Linked DNA regions of Sus scrofa: all the other regions are linked to region 1. Evidence: chromatin contacts called from public HiChIP or PLAC-seq and promoter capture Hi-C data. All regions are on one chromosome and are shown on one strand. The core of a region is the stretch at or near the end of the contact, and the rest is flanking DNA. Distances in the headings are between cores, read along the strand shown.

Evidence for each region. Promoter capture Hi-C pulls out the DNA fragments that hold promoters and counts their contacts. HiChIP or PLAC-seq counts read pairs in DNA pulled down with a chosen protein or histone mark.
Region 2: an H3K27ac HiChIP or PLAC-seq map of alveolar macrophages shows a contact between it and region 1. The contact joins the promoter of NUFIP1 here to the promoter of CCDC122 in region 1. A contact is called at or near these places in 1 of 5 promoter capture datasets (fetal liver), 3 of 47 Hi-C or Micro-C datasets (heart right ventricle, mesenteric adipose tissue and subcutaneous adipose tissue) and 1 of 2 datasets of contacts at active chromatin or transcription factors (alveolar macrophages).
Region 3: a contact with region 1 is called in a promoter capture Hi-C map of fetal liver, with 5 times the contacts expected there. The contact joins the promoter of TSC22D1 here to the promoter of CCDC122 in region 1. A contact is called at or near these places in 2 of 5 promoter capture datasets (fetal liver and liver) and 2 of 2 datasets of contacts at active chromatin or transcription factors (alveolar macrophages and skeletal muscle).

Annotation. Positions count from the first base shown.
Region 1 is chr11:23,157,824-23,161,650 of Sscrofa11.1, reverse strand. CCDC122 (coiled-coil domain-containing protein 122) reads right to left here and starts at 1,990. Exons shown (of 5, transcript XM_021065620.1): 1 at 1,870-1,990. It overlaps LACC1 (laccase domain-containing protein 1), which reads left to right and starts at 1,861. Exons shown (of 7, transcript XM_005668443.3): 1 at 1,861-2,242; 2 at 3,615-3,827. The coding sequence starts at 3,667.
Region 2 is chr11:22,265,206-22,269,032 of Sscrofa11.1, reverse strand. NUFIP1 (nuclear fragile X mental retardation-interacting protein 1) reads right to left here and starts at 1,586. Exons shown (of 10, transcript XM_001927425.5): 1 at 1,111-1,586. The coding sequence starts at 1,519. It overlaps GPALPP1 (GPALPP motifs-containing protein 1), which reads left to right and starts at 1,635. Exons shown (of 9, transcript XM_021065611.1): 1 at 1,635-1,811. The coding sequence starts at 1,724.
Region 3 is chr11:22,517,024-22,520,850 of Sscrofa11.1, reverse strand. It overlaps TSC22D1 (TSC22 domain family protein 1), which reads right to left and starts at 2,059. Exons shown (of 3, transcript XM_021065612.1): 1 at 1-2,059. The coding sequence starts at 778. LOC100523690 (atherin-like) reads left to right here and starts at 972. Exons shown (of 4, transcript XM_021065395.1): 1 at 972-1,928. The coding sequence starts at 972.

The DNA.
Region 1 (3,827 bases), core at 741-3,240:
ATTAAAAGAAAACAAAAAACAAAGCCAAACTTGCCCAGACTTGACTGCTGGAGATTCTGATTCAAAGGTACATCTAGAGCAGGGTGGCACCTGGATTTATGTTTTTAAGCTCTAGGTATAGTTCCTACTAACAGCCAGGATTGAGAGCCACTGGAGCAGGGGGAATGGAGATGAGGAAGAGTGTTAAGAGATGAGGCCATAGTCTAGGATCAGATGGTGCAAGAAAATGGTATGTAAATACAATATAATGACAAATTTTCTATTCTTTGACCACTTCCCTATTTTGAAATATTTAAAAGTTTTTTAAACATTTTACTGTTATACATTGTAATTATTATTATTTTGGCCACACCAAGGGCATGTGGAAGTTCTAGGCTAGAACTGGAACTAGAACCACAGCAGCAACCCAAGCCGCTGCTGTGACAACACCAGATCCTTACTTAACCCACTGCACCACCAAAGAACTCCTAACTTTTTAACTGTTACTGTTGCATGAGAGAAAATGAATTCCCACCATTTGTCTATAAAAACAGAGATAAATGTTTTAACCCAGGCTTGTAACTAAAAGACGTCTATTTTGCTTACAGTAATATATATATAGTCTTTTTGCCTTTTCTAGGGCCACTCCCGTGGCATATGGAGGTTCCCAGGAGAGGGGTCTAATCAGAGCTGTAGCTGCTGCCCTACACCACAGCCACAGCAACGTGGGATCCGAGCTGTGTCTGCAACCTACACCACAGCTCACGGCAACGCCGGATCTTAACCCACTGAGCAAGGGCAGGGACCGAACCCGCAACCTCATGGTTCCTAGTAGGATTCGTTAACCACTGCGCCACGACGGGAACTCCTTTCTTTTTTCTTTTTTTTTTTTTTTTTTTTTTTTTTTTGTCTTTTTGTGCTTACAGTAATATTTAACATAAAACAAGCTCAGGGCAGTGTAAATCTTCTCATCAGGGCACCATATACCACTCAGGGCACTTAACAAATATCCAGCAAAAATAATGAAAATACAAATGTTGACAAAAACAGCTGCCAGATATGAGCAGTGGCTTCCTATCGAGGGTTGGTAACCCCATTCTCTACTCAAATAGAACGGAAGCACTCGCCCACTTCCAAGAGCTCTTCAAACTCCCAGATAGCTGAGAGTCTTTCTTTCAGGTACAGGTTCCTCACTTATGATGTGAAACTATCAGAAACAAGGACCTCTTTCCATTATAACCAGTTACACAGGAAACACCCTCTCTTCTACTCTTTGAAGGTTGAAGAAAGAGCATCTGCTTTCCATATCCGTAGGAGCTGCTCAATATTTTAAAATAAATGAATGTTGTGCTCTTTGAGGGCAGAAAAACGAGGCTTCTAATTTTCTACTCGTGGAACATATTTTTAAAAGGGCGCACAGGACAGAACATCCCTTTATCAACACAAGCGAAGGACCTGTCAAGTCTAGTCAGCAAGTTAGGCAGGATCAGCAAAAAGAGAAAGCTCAGCCAATTTATTTCTGCAAACAAAGCAAAACAGTTAAAGAACAAAACCAAACCAAACGCAACAGAAAACAATCCCTTCCCCCTGCCCCAAGGAAGCCTATTACTAGAACCTGGGTGGGACAGACTGCCGGGGCCTAACGGAACGAGGTTGGGGGGGAGGGCTGTGCTCAGGACATGAAACCCTGTCGCGACCGACCGCGCCGCTGGCCGGCGGCTCTTCAGGCCGCGACTGTAAGCGTGAACGCGGGGAAAGGGCTTCGCCCGCCCCGGGAAGGGAGGCGGCGGTCGACCCGAGGCCCCAGGCCGCCCGCCCCGTCGGGAAGCCGGCCCCGCGCCCCACGCGGCCCGTCCCCGCCCCCGCCCCGCCTCCCGCCCGCGGACCCGCCTGGTTCAGGCCGCAAGGCCCGTCGCGACTCCGGTTCTCGTTCCTCCTCCGGGCGCCAGGCGGCGAGTGCGGGCAGGCGGCCTGACCCGGAACTGCTGACGCTTCCCCGCACTCGGGCGCGTCCACCCCCCGCGTCGCTCCCCGCCGGCCCAGCCGCGCCTCCGCGGCCCTCGGGCAGATGAGGCGGGACGGGCGCCGCCCACACAGCGGCGGGTCCGGGCTTAGGACGCCCCGGGACGCGCTCGCGGCCGCCGGGTCGCGTTCAGCCTCAGGACGGGCGTCGGGGGCAGCAGACGTCTCCGAGTTCGCCGCGCGGGCCGAAGGTGGAACCGAGCTCGACGTGCCTCAGGCGAGGACGGAGCACAGGCTCGGTGTGCGTCCGACCGTCAGAAAGTCCTGAAGGGCAGGCGGAGTCTGGACAGCGGTCCTGGCGGGTGGGGTCGCGCCCCCCAGGCTTTCCACAGTGCAGAGGGAGGGGCCTAGGAGTGACCGCGGAGGAAACTGTCGGGGGCGGGGGCGGTGTCTCCGAGGCGGGTCACCAGAGAGACCCACAGCCTGGGGTGGGAGGGCAGGGGCCGGAGGTGAGAAAACCGGCGCAGGGGCGGGGAGTCGGGAGGAGAGCGGTGGGCTGCCCAGCTGGTCTCAGTCGCTGTTGCTCTTGTGGTCCTTGCTGTTCCTGAGAGCTGTGTGAATCCTGGAGGGAAACGTCTCAGTCAACTCTGATCTCCTCAGAAACGCAATTTTTAGTACAGTTTTGATGTACAGTTTTAGTTTTAGGTGTACGACATAGCGATTCAACATTTTTATAGATTGCACGCTATTTAAAGTTACAAAATATTGCTATATTCTCTGTGCTATACAGTATAACCTTGTAGCTTATTTTAGACACGGTGGTTTGTTATCTCTTAATCCCTACCCCTATCTTGCGCACCCCCCCATTGGTAACCACTATTTTGTTCTCTGGATCTCTAAGTCTGTTTCTGAAAAAACAAAAACAAAAAACGCAACTTTTCCTCAAAGAAGAAAAGCACTTTTTAAGTGCAGCTCTATTTAACCTATCGAACTTCAGGCTGACATATTTCATATAAAGAGCTGTGATCTAACAAGCCAGCCATGTGAGGATTAATGATATAGTGATAAGTTGACACCCTGTAATTAAAAAATAGGACTTTGTCTAAGTCAACAAGTAATTTACTTGCTTAAAATTTGCTATGTAAAAACAAAACAAAAACTGTTGTTCTAAGCCAGAAAGATGTAAGTACTTTCACAAAATGAATTTAGAGATGGCTTTGCTTTCATTGTCATGGTTCTCTTATGACTAATAGTGGACTAGCTTTAATGGGAGGAGTCTAGTATTTTGGTTATATTTTTATTTTATTTTATTTTTTTGTCTTCTTATGGCCGCACCCACGGCATATGGAGGTTCCCAGGGTAGGAGTCAAATCGGAGCTACAGCTGCCGGTCTACACCACAGCCACAGCAACGCCAGATCCAAGCCATGTCTGCCTCCTAAACCACAGCTCACCGCAACACCGGATCCTTAATCCACCTGATCGAGGCCAGGGCTCAAACCTGCGTCCTCATGGATGCTAGTCAGGTTCATTTCCACTGAGCCATGATGGGAACTCCCTATATTTTTAAATCAACGCAAATCTTTTTAATCATCCAAAAATTTCTTTTGTAACTAACTCTAAAGAGATTGATATAATTTTTCATTCTTACTTAATGCTCATTTTTCTTTACAGGTGATTGGGGGCACAAAAACCTTCTTTGAAGAACTTTGTATCGTATGGAAGGATGGCAGAAGTAGTGTTGATTGATCTCTTTGGTTTGCAATTGAACTCTCAAAAAAGCTGTCATCAGACATTACTAAAGACATTGAATGCTGTCCAATACCACCATGGTGCCAAGGCCAAGTTCCTCTGCATAATGTGTTGCAGTAACATCAGCTGTGACCA
Region 2 (3,827 bases), core at 337-2,836, 890 kb after region 1:
AAAAAAAAAAAAATACACACACACACACACACACACACACTACTTCTCATCATCTCTGGAGCTCTGCCGTGGTCCAAGTCGCCAATGTCTCTCACTTGGTTAACTGCAGTAACTCTAACTCAACTTCTTTTCAGTCGATTCCAACAGGTAGCCATATAAATCCTTTTAAAACATAACTCAAATCACGCCATTCCCCTGCACTCAGTATATCACAACAGTAAAAGTCAAAGTACCATGATCTACAAGGCTCTCTTCCCCCACACAGCTCTACCCCAGGCTCAGTCCTCTCTAGCCACAATGGCTACCATTCTGACTGATAAGCTCCTGCCTGAAGGCCTTTGCACTTGCGGGTCCCTCTGCCTGCACCCCTATCCGCCAGACATATGCATTCCTCCAATCCCTCACCTCCCTGACACCGACTGACACTGACATTTAAAACTGCACTGCCTGTCGCTCTTTTTTGCTTTCTCCATAGCACTCACCACTTTTTTTTTTTTTTTTTTTTTTGTCTTTTGTCTTTTTGTCTTTTTGTTGTTGTTGTTGTTGCTATTTCTTGGGCCGCTCCCGCGGCATATGGAGATTCCCAGGCTAGGGGTCGAATCGGAGCTGTAGCCACCGGCCTACGCCAGAACCACAGCAACGCAGGATCCGAGCCGCGTCTGCAACCTACACCACAGCTCACGGCAACGCCGGATCGTTAACCCACTGAGCAAGGGCAGGGACCGAACCCGCAACCTCATGGTTCCTAGTCGGATTCGTTAACCACTGCGCCACGACGGGAACTCCAGCACTCACCACTTTCTAACACACACTGTTTGTTTTGTTTATTGTCTGTCTTCCTACAACAGATGTTAAACTCCTTAAAGGATTTTGGTATGTTTTGTTCACTGCTATAGTAGCGCTTCCTGGTTCATAGTTGGAACTCGATAAATAGTTGCTAAACTGAAGGAACAGGCGGGGAAAAGATAACTGTGGAACAAATCGTGAGACATTAATGACCAGACTCCAAGAGTGCAAGGCAGTACCAAAAGGTGACAGAGGAACGAGGGTCAGATAGGAGAGAGAAGACAGGGAGGATAAAGGTAAGGGGTACGGAGAGGAGAAACGTACCTGGAGTGTTGTGGGAGTTCTGATACTGAGGAAAAATACCAGGAGACTGCGTCCAGTACCATGAAGTCGAAGCCTGGTAATTCCAGTAGGGCTGGCCATCGAATTGAGGCTGAGACTCAAGGGCGGACTGGGCGTGGAAGGGGGGCTGCGCCCCAGGAAGAATCTGAGCGTCGAAAGGGGGAGGCGCCTCAGGAAGAGCCTGGGCCTCCGCCGGGGGCTGCGCCTCCGAGGAAGGCTTGGATTCTGCTGCGGGAAGCGAGGAAGGGGGTGGGGGAGGCGGCAGCATCGCCCAGTACATCCAGTTTTCCGAGGCCGAGGCTTGGTCGCTCAGAGGCCCCAACGTGGGAGTCAGCTCTGGAGCTGGAAACCACCCGGTGGGAGTCACAAAACCACTTGCCGGTTCAGCCATGCCACCCGCCAGGTAGGGAACCCAGCGTGGAGTAAAGCCTTAGGCACCACTTCCGTTAGATAAGGCTCAGCCAATCACAGGCTGAAGCGTCATTGGTCGGCGCCGGAAAAAGCTTCTCTCCTTTACGGCGAATCGCAGGCTCCGGGTTTGAGATTGACTTGACATAGACACGCTTAGTGTGAGGGACCAGGGCCGCCACCGCGGATGGCGAGAGATCTGATTGGGCCGGCGCTACCGCCCGGCTTCAAGGCCAGCGGTTCAGCGGAGGACGAGGAGCGGGACCTCAGCCCGGGTAAGCGGCGGCGTGTCCCCTGCCCGCCAGGCCCGACCCCGGCTCTGGGAGTACAAGTCCGAGGCCTGGGAGCCTGAGGGAGGAGTGGCGAGTGGGCGAGGCCCGACCCGAGCTAACTTTCCTTCCCAGGCTGTGGCGGTGGCGAGGCGGCCGTGGGGCCGCAGAAACGAGCTTTGGTCCGGTTATCATCATGGTGATGGTGTATCCCAATTTAGCGCTTAAAGGGCTGGACACTGTACTGAAGGGCCGATACATATTAAGTCATATAGTCCTCTTGGTTACTGTATAAGGTAAAGATTATTATTACACGATGCAATTGAGGACACTGAGGCCCAGGCTGTTGCCCAGACCTCGCAACTAGCAAGTAGTGGTGCCCGGATTAGAATGAAGCCCATGCTTCTGGCCTCTCATCTTGCCTCCTGACGTACAACTAATGCCTTTGGCTCTTGCAGAAGATGCTTTGCTCTCTAACCCCGGACCTGCTTTCCTAGCCTTTCATCCTGTCATTGCATCTAACACACAGAGCCCAAAGCTCAAACCAACGCGAGTTTCTGCGCAGTTCTTCAATTCTCTTGGCTCCCTGGAGCCTTGCCCTGCACTTCTTGACATACCTGACAAACTCCTACCCCATCCTTCAAGGTCTAACTTCAGTATCACCTCAGTGAAATGTTTCCAAACTCTTCTCGCATTGTCACCCCCTCTTTACCCAGGGGGTTTACTCCTGCTTAATTACATCACATTTTAACATACTGTTTTTTCATAACTTGCCGACATATCTGTTTCCACCATTGTACTCGGTTTTCTAGCCTTAAGGACTAATAGGCACCCCCATATTTGTCAAATAAATGCTTCTGACTCCTCCATGATGAGTATCTGTCCTTTCATGTTCTAATTGGTAGGCTGGGACTAGCTAAAGTTGGAAAAAAGTAAAGCTGAAAGAATAACCTTCCCATTCCTGAATCTATTTGCATTCTTTGACTATCTAGAAACCATGTTTCCACTTAGAGGTTTCTTTCCAGGTCTCATTTCTGCTATAGCCATTAAAAAGTCAAGCCTTTATTTTAGCAAGGAAGGTTCCATTCAACTAAGGTTGAAGGAAAGTGAGGTTAACCCAATGTTTTAGTCAGGTTCCTACACTTATGTTGGTTTTGGTTCACTGTATTCCCTGATTTTATTTTATTTTTTATTTATTTTTTTGGTCTTTTTGCCTTTTCTAGGGCAGCTCCCAAGGCATATGAAGGTTCCCAGGCTAGGGGTCTAATCGGAGCTGTTGCCACCAGCCTAGGCCAGAGCCACAGCAATGCCAGTTCTGAGCCGCGTCTGTAACCTACACCACAGCTCCTGGCAACGCTGGATCCTTAACCCACTGAGTGAGGCCAGGAATCAAACCCGCAACCTCTTGCTTCCTAGTCAGACTCATTAACCACTGCGCCACGACGGGAACTCCGTATTCCCTGATTTTAAACTAAGGCAGGATTTGCAGGTAAGCAGCCACCATGTGCCAGATAGCTACTTCTGTTATGATTTCCTTCTATCATTCTACCAGCCTTTACTTCAGGTACTCTTTCTGTCTACTCCTTCCCATTTGTTTCTTTTGTGTGGTCATTCTTACCCTTACTGTCAGCAGTTAACATTGTGTCTCTATTCCCCGCTACCTTGTCTCTCCAACCTGCTTGGCACACAAATGGACCTTGGTAGATATTTGCCAAGTGACCTCGGTTCTTCATCAAGCACATAGCATGCCCTTTTTTTTTTTTGGCTGCACTAATGGAATGTGGAAGTTCCTGAGCATGAGATCAAACCCACACTACAGCAGTGACAATGCTGACTCCTTAACTGCTAGGCCACTAGGGAACTCCACCATGTCATTGTTAGCATGTAATTCCCCAAACCAGAAACCGTTCCCTTCAGAACTTCCAAGATGGCTGATCCTAAAAGAGTTGCCAAAAAATCTTGAAATACCATTTTTCAATCTCATTATTCTTCTATCTGGACTTTTGAGAAGTTTATTAGTAC
Region 3 (3,827 bases), core at 810-3,309, 640 kb after region 1:
ATCCGGGACTTGAGGGTGGCCCTCCGGGAATGGATGTACTAGTCACACCGGCATGGGATGGATGGTGGTGCCCGTGGTGGAGGTGGTGCCCATGGTGAATGTGATGGTGGTGATGGAGGGGGTGTGGATGAGCATTCCCATTGATCACAACATTCTGTTGTGGAAGGGAAGGCAAATGAGGCTGAGGAAGGTGGGGCTGGTTGGGAGAGACGGCCCCAGGGGTCTCGGCTTCCTGGAAGTTATTGAGCGTCTCTTCCGAGGAGCTGCGTTCGGGCTCCCCTAAGTCAGTAGCCCTGGAAAGTGACACATCAAGGATCTCGGAAGAAGACAGATCTTCCGTGTGCGATTCATCCAGATCATCGTAGCTCTCGGTGTCCTCTGCGATGCTGTTGTTAGAGCTGATGCTGGCGGAGATCTGAGCCGGGGTCACGCTAGTTATCTGGAAGCCACTTTTCTTTTTCATCTGGGTTCCGCCTGGTGCAAGAGGCTGTGCCTGCAGCTGAGCCTGCGAAAGGAGGTTCAGGCTTTGTGGAGGCGGAGGCTGTGGTCCCGACAGAGAAGATGCTACAGGAGGTGGCGGCTGGAGCAGCGACGGAGGCGGAAAATCCTCGGAAGATGGGGCACTACTACCAACGCCGGTACCTGCTGCACTGAGAGCAGAGGCGCTGCCACCGCCACTGCCCCTTCGAGGGAACATTGCCGGGTGCGCCATCTTCCTAGCACTAATGTCTGCAGCGGCCGCGGCCGCGGCGGCGGTGGACTCGGGCGGCTGGTGCATTGTGTTGGGGACCGGGGGGCGGAGGAGGCGCGAGCAATTTCCTTCTGCACCGTAATCTTTGTGTTCAAGACGCCCGGGGAGGAAAACGGGACCTGATGCTCCACCCGGCGCGATTCCTCCTTCTCCTCCTACTCCTCCTCAGCCGAGGGCGCCGGCCGCTGCTGCCTTCGAGGGCGAGCTTCGGGAAGGGAGGATGAACGAGGGTGAACAGGGCGGCCGAGGACCCGAAGGGGGTACCCCTTCAGCCCTTCACCATTCACTTTCCCCTCTAGCCTCACACCCCCCTTTATATTCCGCTTCACGTGGGGTGCGGGGCGGGAGGGAGGGGGAGAGCAAGGGAGGGGGGAGGCTAGGGGAGGGGGCGGGAAAGCCGAGAAATGCCCACCTTCTCCGGACAACTCCGAAGCCACCTCCACCCCTCCTCCCGCCGCAGCGGCGGCGGCGGCCGCTGCAAAACCCTCCCGGTGGCTCTGCACGAAGGCAGCGCCGAGCGAGTGTCGCCTTCCCCTCGCCACCCCCAGCGCCGCCGCCGCCGGCGAGCCCCGAGCTCAGTGTCGCTCAAACCTCCCCTCCCAGCCCCGCCGGCCCCGCTCGGCCCTCCCCCCACGCCCCGCGGACCCTTTCAAACCCCCTGGGCTCGCGGCGGCTGCTGCTCCCTGAGGAAACGCTGGCCGCGGCTGGGGCCGGCGCGGCGAGGCTCGGAGCGGGGCGGCGGCGGGGCGCCCGGTACGGTGAGCCCAGCAACGAGGCGCGGGCGGGCGCGCAGAGACGCCGGGTCCTCGCGGAGCACGGCAGGGGCGCGGCGGCGGCGGTGGCAGCGGGAGCCCAGGGACCGCTCCATCACTGGCAGCCATGGAGCCCGAGCATTTTCCTCCCTCCGGGCAGGCGCCTCGGCTCGGCACACGTCCTGGGGGAGGAAGGGGCCGGCGCCCGAGCCTCCCCGAAGGGCGGCGGGACGTGCGCTAAGCGCCGACGGTGCGAGCCGCTTCTCGTCCTCTTCCTCCGCAGCCGGCTCGTCCTCACCCCGCTGCTCCCGCGGCCCAGGCAGGAGGGGGCCGCAGGCAGCGGCGACGACTCCTTTCTCGGCGGCGTTGGTGGCCAGACAGGCTGGTGCAGCGACTGCAGCCGACGCCGTTCAAAGGAACGAGAGGTGGGGTTGGTCGGTGTCGGCGAACAGGGCGGGTGAGTGGGTGGCTGCCGAGGGAGGGCGGCGGGCGGGGAGGGGGCTGCGGTGGTTGTTACTAGTGCTCTTCTCCGGCTCCACCGTATCCGCGAGTCTCTCGCGGCATCGGCAGAGGAGGGACCAGCGCCCGAGCGCAGAAGGAGGAGGGGCGACCGCCGGCGAGAGGAGGCGGTGGCGGTGGCGGGGGGAGGGGGCAGGCTGAGGAGAAGGAGGGAAGATGGCGTCTGCGCATGCGCCCCGAGGGCCGCAGCCATAAAGCCGGATCTGGCGGCGGGTCTTCGGGCCTCTCCGAGCTCCGGGTGTCTCGGCGGAAATTGCCGAAGGCTGGCGGAGGCGCCGAAGCCGCCGCCGGCGGCGGGGGTGGGGAGTTTCGGCCGGGGGAGCGAATCCGGGTCGGCCGGAGAGATTCTGCCTGATGGGGGTGGGGCCGGGTACGGGGCGCGCGCAGGTTAGGTGTGTCCGCTCCTTTTTCACACGCGGCCGGCGCGCGCGCGCGGGCACGCGGCAGGAGAGGGGGCGCGGTGGGGAGGGGCTGGCGGAGGCCGCTGGAGCCCCGGGTCTCGGGTGTACGCGCCCTGGGTGGTGTCCCCCCGCCTGCGGAATGGGTAATGAGGCTTTTCTCCGCAGCAACAGCATCACGAGTTTCAGTTCCCAGGAGTCCGCCGCCGCCACGACATGAGTCAGGCTTTCTTCTTCGGCGCGTGGCGAAGCCCTCCTCCCCTTCGCCACACCTGGGCTCGCCCCCGGCCCTCGCCGCCCTCGCCCCCTCGGAGGATGCCCCAGCCTGGTGCTGCGGGGTCGCGGAAGGCCGGTGGCTCCTCAGGATAGGCGCTCCCTTTTGTGCGGTGCAGTTGCTGCTGCCGTGCGGTCCCCTCGTCCTTCGACGGGCAGGGACGAGCCAGCCGGGCAGATGTTGCAGCTGTTTGCAGTTAAATGCCTAGGCTCTTCTCTAGAGAGGGGAGCGTTTGCAAGCCATTGTTTCCTGGAGGGATGCAGCAGCCCAGCCTAGTAAATAACCGATCTCAACAGGTGGAGCTTACCTCCAACCGGGATATCTTCTAGTTTAATTGTCCAGGCTGTAGCCCCTGCAGGTTTGACCTAAAAGACAAAGTGGCCTAGTCTTTGTGGCAATACAAGTGCTGTGATAAATGAATACTACCTTTTAGAGGTAGAAAAGAAAGAAAACCATCTGCGATTCAAGTTTAAAAACATAAACAAAATAAAAACAAAATCCTGCATGGGTCCGAGCATAGTTCTACAGAAGCAATGTTAGCTTTGATTGGAGGCAATTTACTGGAAGTTGCTTCCCTGGCATTACATGTCAAAACATTCTAGTTCTAAGCAGTTTTTACTACTGAGAGCCGTACATCTCGCCCAGGAATTAAAACACAGCAAAGTAATGTGGAAAACCTTAGAGAGAAAGGTTTTTTTTTTCTACTTAGGTTGTTGAGGAACTAAACGTTTAGGGTTAGACCTCTGATTCATTAAATCTCACAGACTAACGGATCTACAGTCCTGTTTCAGGAGCTTGGTAAAAAGTAGACGGCAGGGTTTCCATAGACGCCTCATTGGTGATTCAACATGTTACCTTTAGGTTTCTCTCAACTTTTCCCCTCATTCCATCCCCCAAAGGTTAGGAGTATCACTGTTGTTATATTCTTATATAAAAACACATCCTCAACATCCTTGTATAGCCTGTATCAAAATTTTGATCTTTTGTGGCAGGGGACTCCCAGAACTAAACCCAAAAGGAGGAGTAGGTGTTTTTAGTGTGGAGCTCCGGGCTAGGTATAAAGTAGGTGTTCAAAACATTGCAAGTGATATGGTGGTAAAAATCAAATACATTTGAAAAGATCGAACTTGTTT